Regions from separate parts of the Mus musculus genome. Here region 2 is linked to region 1. A link is a contact called in public promoter capture Hi-C data. All regions are on one chromosome and are shown on one strand. The core of a region is the stretch at or near the end of the contact, and the rest is flanking DNA. Distances in the headings are between cores, read along the strand shown. Region 1 holds the start of Ulk1 (unc-51 like kinase 1). Region 2 holds the start of Miat (myocardial infarction associated transcript (non-protein coding)).

Region 1 (4,267 bases), core at 823-3,322:
TGACTGACTCTACAAAAGGGGCTGCTTGCCCGCTGCTCTCGATCTCTTCTTGCTCTTACTCTATTACCCTCTTCTCTCTCTGTCCCTTCTCTCCCCATTCTCCTCCCCCTCTCTCTCTACATGTTCATGGTTGTTCTCTCTCTCTCTCTCTCTCTCTCTCTCTCTCTCTCTCTCTCTGCCTTTCTCTGTCTCTACTACCCCCTCAACTCCCCTCCCCATGTCCTAAATACACTCTATTCTATATGATACGATCCTGTGGCTGGTATGGCTGGTATGGTGGGGGGTGGTGGTGGTGGTGGTGTGAAGGGCTGCCTCAGCATGGGCCTGCAGAAGCAGCCCCTTCCACCTCATCATACCATGCCTCTACTAGACATATCCCTGGCTCCCTGGTTTCCTTTTTCCTTTTCTTTTCTTTTTTTATAAAACACAACAATGGACATTCCCCACCCCCATGGTATGCGAGTGGGCTAGGAAATGGCTTGAGGGTGAATAATCTAGGACCAGATTGAAATAGGGCATGTGTGCACACATGCTCACACATTTCCCTGTGTTATTGGGCTCAAAAATGGCATGTGAACAAAATTGCCCACATTGCACACCTCCTCCCCAAATGACTGTGGTCATAAGTATCATGAGCTCAAACATGCCCATGTCATCCTTCATATGGTGAGACTCAGAATGGGTATGTGCGACAACACACACACACACACACACACACACACACACACACACACACACAGAGCCTTTGATTTGGCATTGGGTCAACATGGCAATATACCCCTCCCCAAATGACAATGTTTGTATACATCAAGTGCTCCAACATGCCCATGCAGTTCCCATGTGACCAGACAGGCAAGAAAAACACCTGAGGCAAACCAAATGCCCATGCTATAAATAATCCCAGCATTTGCAGGAGAATCAGCAGCTCACGGCTATTCTATGTGATGAGCTCTGGGATAGCCTGGACTACAGGAAACCCTGCCTCAAACTTCCCCTCTAACAACAAAAGTTAAGTAAAATAATAAATGAAGGAAAACTGATGCCTTCGGTGAGATGGCTCCAAGGATAAAAGACCTTGTTGCCAAGTTTGACAACCTGAATTTAATGTTAAGAGTCACAAAGTAGACAGAAACATCTTTTACATTTTCCTCTGACCTTCACATGACCATGTTCTCAAGTCTCCGTCCCCACATACAGAATAAGCAAATGTAATAAAAGAGAGAAAATGGATGTGGTGGCACCTGCCTTTAATTCCAATACTCAGGAGGAAGAGGCTGAGGGATATCTGTGAGTTTGAGGTCAGCACGATCTACAAAGAGACAAAGCAAGTTCGAGACCAGTCGGGCCTACAATGTGAGAAGACTCAGTTAAAAAACTTTCAATCCCCAGTTCTCAGGAGGCAGAGGCAGGCAGATCTCTGAGTCTGAAGCCAGCCAGTTCTACTGAGTGAGTTCCAGGACAGGCAGGGATACACAAAGAAATCCTATCTCGACTTCTCCAAAAGAAAGCACAAACAAAACAAAACAAAACAAAACAAGTGGTAGGAAGTACGTAGGGCAGAGCTGGAGAGATGGCTCAGCTATTAAGAGCATCTACTGCTCTCCTGGTTTGGTTACCAGTTTCCACATGGCAGCTCATTACTGCCTGAAACTCCAATTCCAGGACCCGACACATACATGTTTAATATGAATGTTTCACGTGTTTATATACACATACACGGTGCATATAAACTCCTGTAGGCACACACATATACATATGAATAAAATAAGTAAATAAAAAAATGCCTAGGGCAGAGCGAGGAGCCACAACCAGAGATAGTTCTGACATTGACATGCCCAGTCTGCTCCGGCCCCGCCCATATCCTGCCTCCTCTCTCAAGTCCCGCCCAGTATAGGGCTGGGCCCATCGAGGCACCACCCAAACTAAGCCCCGCCCCGCCTTACCACCCACGAGGTGTCCTTCATTTCGGACCCGCCCATTGCCAGCTCCGCCGCCTAAGAGGTCTTGAGCTCCGCAGGCCCCGCCCATCGTCCCGCCTCCACGCAGTGCGGCTGCGCCGGCACCTCGGGCTCCGAGGCCCGGGTGCCGCGGATCTTTTGTTTCCCTGCGGGGCTCCGAGCCGCATCGTCAGTCAGGCCCGGACTTGGAGCTGGAGTGTGTCAGAGCTGAGTCCCGAGTCGGACCGGGTCCCGACTGTCAGCGCCGGGAGGGTACCGAGGAGGACGCCGAGGGAGCGCGCCCCTCCGTCCGCCGGCCTGTGGGACTGGGACCCGGCTCAGGCCTGCCCGATGGGGCACGGGGCCCTGGCGATGAGCCCGCGCCTCCGTCCCCGCGTACGCGGCCCGCCGGCCTCCGCCTGAGCCCAGCGCACCCCGTAGCGCCGCCCCGGGGCCCGAGCCCGGGCTCGCGCCCCCGGCCCGCGCGCGCTATGGAGCCGGGCCGCGGCGGCGTCGAGACCGTGGGCAAGTTCGAGTTCTCTCGCAAGGACCTGATTGGACACGGCGCCTTCGCGGTGGTCTTCAAGGGTCGACACCGCGAGGTGGGTGAGGCTCCCGCGGAGGCCTCGCAATCCCGGACTCCCAGCCCAAGGGACACCTTACCTCCGGTAATCCGTAGAGGGACCCAATTAAGGACCCCCCAGCCCGGGAAACCCACCTGCTACTCTAGCTCCAGAAAACTGGAGACGCCAGCCAGCACAGGATTCCCTACCTAGCCCCGAAGTCAGACCAGTTCTGAGAACCTAACCTGGGACTCCATCCTGGGACTTAAATTCCAGGCCGGCTGACAGACACTCACTATCTGTCTGCCTCTGGCAGCCTCCCATTCCAAGACCCTTGGGACAGCCACCCTAAGCCATCTCTGTGTTCCCTGCTTGGTGGGGAGCAGGAGGGGGGGTTGTTTTCAACCCTGAAGGTTCACGTTTGGCTTTTCAGAAGCACGACCTGGAGGTGGCCGTCAAATGCATTAACAAGAAGAACCTTGCCAAGTCCCAAACACTGCTGGGAAAGGAAATCAAAATCCTGAAGGTGAGCCAGCGCCTCGGGGGAGGGGGAGAGGGTGGGTCAGCTCTTTTCTTGCTCATGAGAAACTTGGATTTGTGTCCTAGGAACTAAAGCACGAAAACATCGTGGCGCTGTATGACTTCCAGGTAAGGCTCAGCGTTGGGCTTGGGGGAGGGGTAAATCTATTCTTGCCCTTGTCCCATCCACTGTTGCTTCAGGACCTAGGTTGCCTGGGGCTGGAGCCCCCCTGAGGGCAGATGATGGCTTTAGATTAGTATTTGGTTTAGGTGAAAGGAGCTGGGTTCTGAATGCCTTGTCTCACGCTTGTCCTACTGTGAGGCCACTTAGGGCCAGGGAGACCTCATCTCTGGTCCAAGTTTTTCCTGGCTTTTCCTAGGTTCTGGGGACCTCTCTAGCTTATATGTTGCCTGCATGGGAAGGAAGGCGGCCATCAACACTAATGTTGAATCTCTGGCGATTGCCTGGTTTACATTGTTTGGGTTCAGCGTACCCTGGTGCCAAAGACCCTTTCTTCACTGTGATGTCTGACCCAGTGGCCCTTACTGAGAATGGGGTTCCGGGCAGGCCCACCTGTCTGGGCTGGCGGGTTTGTTTGTTGACATTGCTTCAGCGGCCTGGCATTGGCCAGCCCACTCCTGCGTCAGAGGCTGGAAGGGGGAGGGGTTGCTGGAGATTCCTTCTAGCCGGCAGTTGGGGCTGGGCCCACTCATCCGGCCGGCGGGAGGTTGCTACCGCCACCTCAGAATTGGCTGCCTGAATGAGCAAGCCAGCTGACCAGCCAGCTTCTGTGCTGCCCTCCAAGCCCCCCAGCCCAGTGGTGGCAGGGGCTGGAGGCCCTGGATGCGCTCGTGTGGGGACCGGGAACCCTAGGTACTGGTCCCCAGCAAAGTGCTGACTAATGATTTTGAAACCTGTTTACTGGGGCCACGGGACCAGCCCTGGCTGAGGGAAGTTCCCAGCAGGCAGCTAGCTGTGTTTTGGTGGCCTCCTCCCCTTCCTTCCTCCCCTGCTCCTCTTCCAACTTTACCTTGAGGGCTGTGACTTGTCATGAGGTGACATGTGGGCCGGGCCAAAGTCCTGTGTGACAGGGAGTACCTGGCAACAGCTGGAAACATGGTGTTCTGGGTTTTAGAGGTTGCCCCCTCTGCAGCCTGCCTTTCCTACCCTTCCCCACTGCTGCTTTCTCTCCCTGTCCCCAGTGCTGTAGGAAGGGCCCCAACGGCACACACAGTATGTGCTTCTTA
Region 2 (4,267 bases), core at 918-3,417, 1.4 Mb before region 1:
ACATCATTCTTACATCATTCCGTTTCCATCTCACTTAGAGTCTATCAGTGCTGAGCAATCTATGCCACATGGAGCCCACAGCCTCCCATAATGGTGTGCACTGTTGTTCTCCACCCTACTCATGTTTCCAGACACTGCTGATATTTGAAAGAACTAAGATGGGTGCAGAAGTAAGGCACCTGCCTTCAGTCTTTTCCCTAGAGAGATTTTGAAAACTGTACTGGTAGAGGATTCAAGAACATGGTAGGAGAAAGATGGCTGATAGCTCATCTTCATGGTCAGGGTCAGCTTGTTTGGATTTGGAGTCACCTGGGAGACACACCTCTGGATGTGCCTGTGACGATGTTTCCAGAAAGGTTCAACTGAGGAGGGAAGACCCACCCTGTATGTGGGCAGCTCCATCCTGTGGGCTGGGTACTGGGACTGACTAAAAAGAGGAAAGTGAGTTGAGCCCTGAGTGCCTGACTGCAGATGCAGAGTGACAAACTACCCCATATTTCTGTAGCCATACCTTTTCTACCATGCTGGACTGCACTCTCAGACCACCCAAATAAACCCTTCCTTTCTTAAGTTGGTCTTGTCCGGTCTTCCATTATAGCAAGGAGATGAGTAGCTGATATGAATGGTTTGGAATTCTCAGAGAAGAACGAGGCCACCAATGTGCTCCGTCCCAGTTCACTGCCGAGCTCTGTGACCTTTTGGCTTGTATCTTGGGCAGGTCAGGAGGGGAAGCCAAGGTCAGCTGCTCTGTTCTAGGAATCGGGACCAAGCACTTGGCTTTCTAACCAGCCTGTGTGAGAGGAGCATCCCTGACAGGGAAGTATCCGAGGCAGTGTTGGTGCTCCCAGTTATCCTGTGTTGTTGGCCTCCAGCTGGCACATTGGACATGTGAATCATCGAGAGAAGGATGTGAAGATGACAGAACCTGGAAGCATGAGTTCAAATCTCACATGGGTCCCTCACGGAGGCTGTGTGCAGCCCTCCCCGTCCCCTCCTCTCCCCCCTCCTCCTCCTCCCCACCTCTGTATGTGAGCAGTGAGGGCATGCCAGGGAGATCTCATGCTGGCAAGCTTGACCTCAACTGAGTTCCACCCCCTGGATTTACATGGTGGGAGGTGAGAGAGCCCATTCTGTTGTCCTCTGAGGCCCACTGTGGACGGCGTGCCCACCCAATCATACTAAATAAGTGTTTTAATTTATTTAAAAAAAAAAAGAAATGAAAGGTGGGTTTGTGAGATGGCTCAGTGGTTAAGAGCACTGACTGGTCTTCCAGAGGTCCTGAGTTCAAATCCCAGCGACCACATGGTGGCTCACAACCATCTGTAATGAGAAACAAATAAAAAAAAAAAAAAACCTATGGGCTGGAAAGAGCAGGGGCCGGAAGGAGCCGAGCCAGAGCAAGAGGGAGAAAGGGAAGGGGGAAAAAAGAAAAAAAAAAGTTTAACAAACAAACAAAACAAAACAAACAAAATCCCAAAAGGTGAGCTAGCTTATTGAAGAGAACAGCTTGGGGCCCAAGGGCCATCTTATGCTGGGTGCCTCTCCCCTACTTAACCCGCTGACTGGAAGAGAATAGAGAACCAGTTTGGGGAAACACCCATGCCCATACGGCCACATCTGGTCAAGGGCGTGATCCGAGCTGAAATTTAAGCTGAGGACTAGTAGGTGGAATGTTCTAGCACAGGGGTTCCTCAACTGGAAGAGGCACTGGTGGTCCCATTTCACAAGTTTTGATCCAGCGGCACTATATTGGGGCTTAGAAGATGACAATTACATCATGGTCTCAAAGGTGTGGATGGCGCTGGTCTGGAGCATCACAGAACCAAGGTTTTTAGCGACTCTTTAGCATCCCTGTAAAGCTCGTGATGGTGCCAAGGAGTGCAGGCAGAGCAGATGCCAAAATTAGAGACCTCTGCCACAGACTTGGGTTCGAATCTTGCCGCCGCCCTGACCAGGACTCTTCCTAACAGAGTTCCTCGGCAACCACGCCCCGGCCCTGAGAGCCAAGCACGGATACCGGGTCCTCTTCTGGGATTCTAGGCAGTGCTTCTCGCTTAGGCGCCAGGTCCGCGATCGCGCCTCCGACCGTCGCGCGCCTCTCCACTGGCCAGCGTTGCTATGGCAGCGCCGCAGGGGGGGGATGCTGAGGCTGAGGCTCGCAGTAGCCCCTTTGTGAGGCGCGGGAGAGATGTGCACCCCACATCTCTTTGCTTGAGTCCTGGTCCGCAAGATGGGTGCTTGTTCGTGTGCCCCACCCCACCCCCACGCCCGAGGCCGGGTGCGGCAACTCCGCCCGCCAGCCGCTCCTGCATTAAAATTTCATGGGCGCTGCAGTAAACGCGAAGACGACGCCGGTTGCGCTGGGGGGCCGTAGGGAGGGAGGCTGCGGACCAGAGCGGGGAGGAGTTTGCGAGGGGAGGCGCTTGGGAGGACTCCCCCAGTTCTGTTAAGAGCTGGGCACAAAGAGCCCTTTGCACTCCAGCCGCAGGAGCGAGGAGGAGCCGAGGTAAGCCGGGGTCGCCATTCTCACTCCCCGCCGTGCGCACCTGATCCTCGGGAGGGCAACGGGGTGGGGGTGGGGTGTCCCACAGTCCCAGGGCAATGGTGGCCCGCGCTGAGTGGGTGACGGGGCTCCAAACCCGCAATGACCAGATGTGAGGGTCCAGTGGATGGACCATGGGGATGGAAACACAGAGGATGCTCAGGGTCTGGTAGTCACGGTCTGAGGGGGAACAAAGACCCTTCCCTTCCCCCACAGCTAGATGCACATGGGCGTGGGGACTCCGGTACAACACCAACCCACAAGGTTAGCAGGTAACTCTCTGGGATAGGGACTGCGCCCAGGCATGGAGGGTGGGGTAGCGGGTGGTTTCTCTGACTCCCTTCCTCCACACGCCCAGCCCTTACCATTCCTCCACTTATGGGCCTTATCCCAGACCTGGGGCGTCCAGCGCAGCCTCAAACCCAGGGCATCTCTGCACTCTCATCGCGACGTCGCTCTGGATGCTGTTTGCATATCCTTGGGGAGTCACTGCTTTGGCACAACAGTCCTGCGAGGTGGTAAGAACCCATTTTAAAGACGAGAAAAAGGAGGTCCAGAGAGGTTTAGCGGCCTGTCCAAGGTCACTCAGCCAAAGATTTTTGAGTTTGACACGACGGACTCTGAAGCCCACATGGCATCTCTAAAACGGTGTGGGGGTGACCCTAGAACTCACTAGCTCGGTTTCTCAACCCTCCTGGGCTCTGAGACACTACTCTCTGCAGAAGCTGGGGGTTTGAGAGGGAAAGGTCTAGACCTCTTTCATCTAGGACGCGAACGAGATTATTTCTTGGACAGAGGGATTCCGGGGACCCCTGCCTCCCCACTCTCGTCCCAGTCTCCCGAGCACAGGCCTCCAGGCGTCGGGGATCGCTGGCGCTCACACCCCACTGCGGAGAGGAGTCGCGCCAGGAAAACGCCCCCACCTGCTGCAGGGAGGGGCTAAGGGATCGAGGGCAGAGAGAGAACTTGCTGGAAGCTGGAAGCCGGTTTGTTTTTCTCGGCGCCAGCGTTGCGCTGAGCTGGGCGCAGCCTTGCTGCCTCCCCAGAGCGCTCTTTCCAGGAGGCGTCTCCGGGTGTGGAGTGCGACGGGCAAGGATGAGTAACCCCACACTCCCGGGGCTCCCCTCAAGTGAGCCAATGTCCCGCCACGTGGCCCCGCGCTGCGTCAGCACATCTAGGGCGGGGCTGCACATCTGGAGGTGCTCAGAATCGCTCCTGATCCTGGAGCGGGGATTGGGGGTGGAATGGGGGTTGGGGGGAGGGTGTCCCCTGGGCCAGAGAACTGCCCCCAACCCCAGCTTCAGAAGCGGGGCAAATGGGTTCCTGGCGCTACCCCATCTGCTCCATGCTGTGAGAAAACACTGAACTCACCCTACCCTATTGAAAGAATTCTGGGTTAACAACTTTAACTTCTGCACACCCTAAATCTGTCTTTTTATATCCTTTGCGGTTGAGAATGGGTCTGAGGTCTGCCCTACGCTGACCTTGCAGAAAATTTAGCCTACCATCTTCTCACCCCATAACGGTGTGTGTGTGTGTGTGTGTGTGTGTGTGTGTGTGTGTGTGTGTTGGTGTACATTTGACATTTTCAGCGTCCCAAAGAGCTTTTCCAGTCGGTTGAAGACAATCTCTTTTAACATCCATAGAAAAATGAGTGTTGGTCAGGCATGGTCCTTGCAGTCTCAGGGTTTGGTGGTGTGAGGCAGGAGGATGGCAAGATTGAGA

What was found. Promoter capture Hi-C pulls out the DNA fragments that hold promoters and counts their contacts.
Region 2: a promoter capture Hi-C map of hippocampal neurons shows a contact between it and region 1, with 4 times the contacts expected there. The contact joins the promoter of Miat here to the promoter of Ulk1 in region 1. A contact is called at or near these places in 1 of 39 promoter capture datasets (hippocampal neurons), 1 of 115 datasets of contacts at active chromatin or transcription factors (embryonic forebrain) and 1 of 9 other capture datasets (embryonic tail).

The regions. Positions count from the first base shown.
Region 1 is chr5:110,807,886-110,812,152 of GRCm38.p6, reverse strand. It overlaps Ulk1 (unc-51 like kinase 1), which reads left to right and starts at 2,072. Exons shown (of 28, transcript NM_009469.3): 1 at 2,072-2,539; 2 at 2,934-3,026; 3 at 3,107-3,148. The coding sequence starts at 2,429.
Region 2 is chr5:112,226,848-112,231,114 of GRCm38.p6, reverse strand. It overlaps Miat (myocardial infarction associated transcript (non-protein coding)), which reads left to right and starts at 2,167. Exons shown (of 7, transcript NR_033657.1): 1 at 2,167-2,506; 2 at 2,759-2,814; 3 at 2,901-3,060.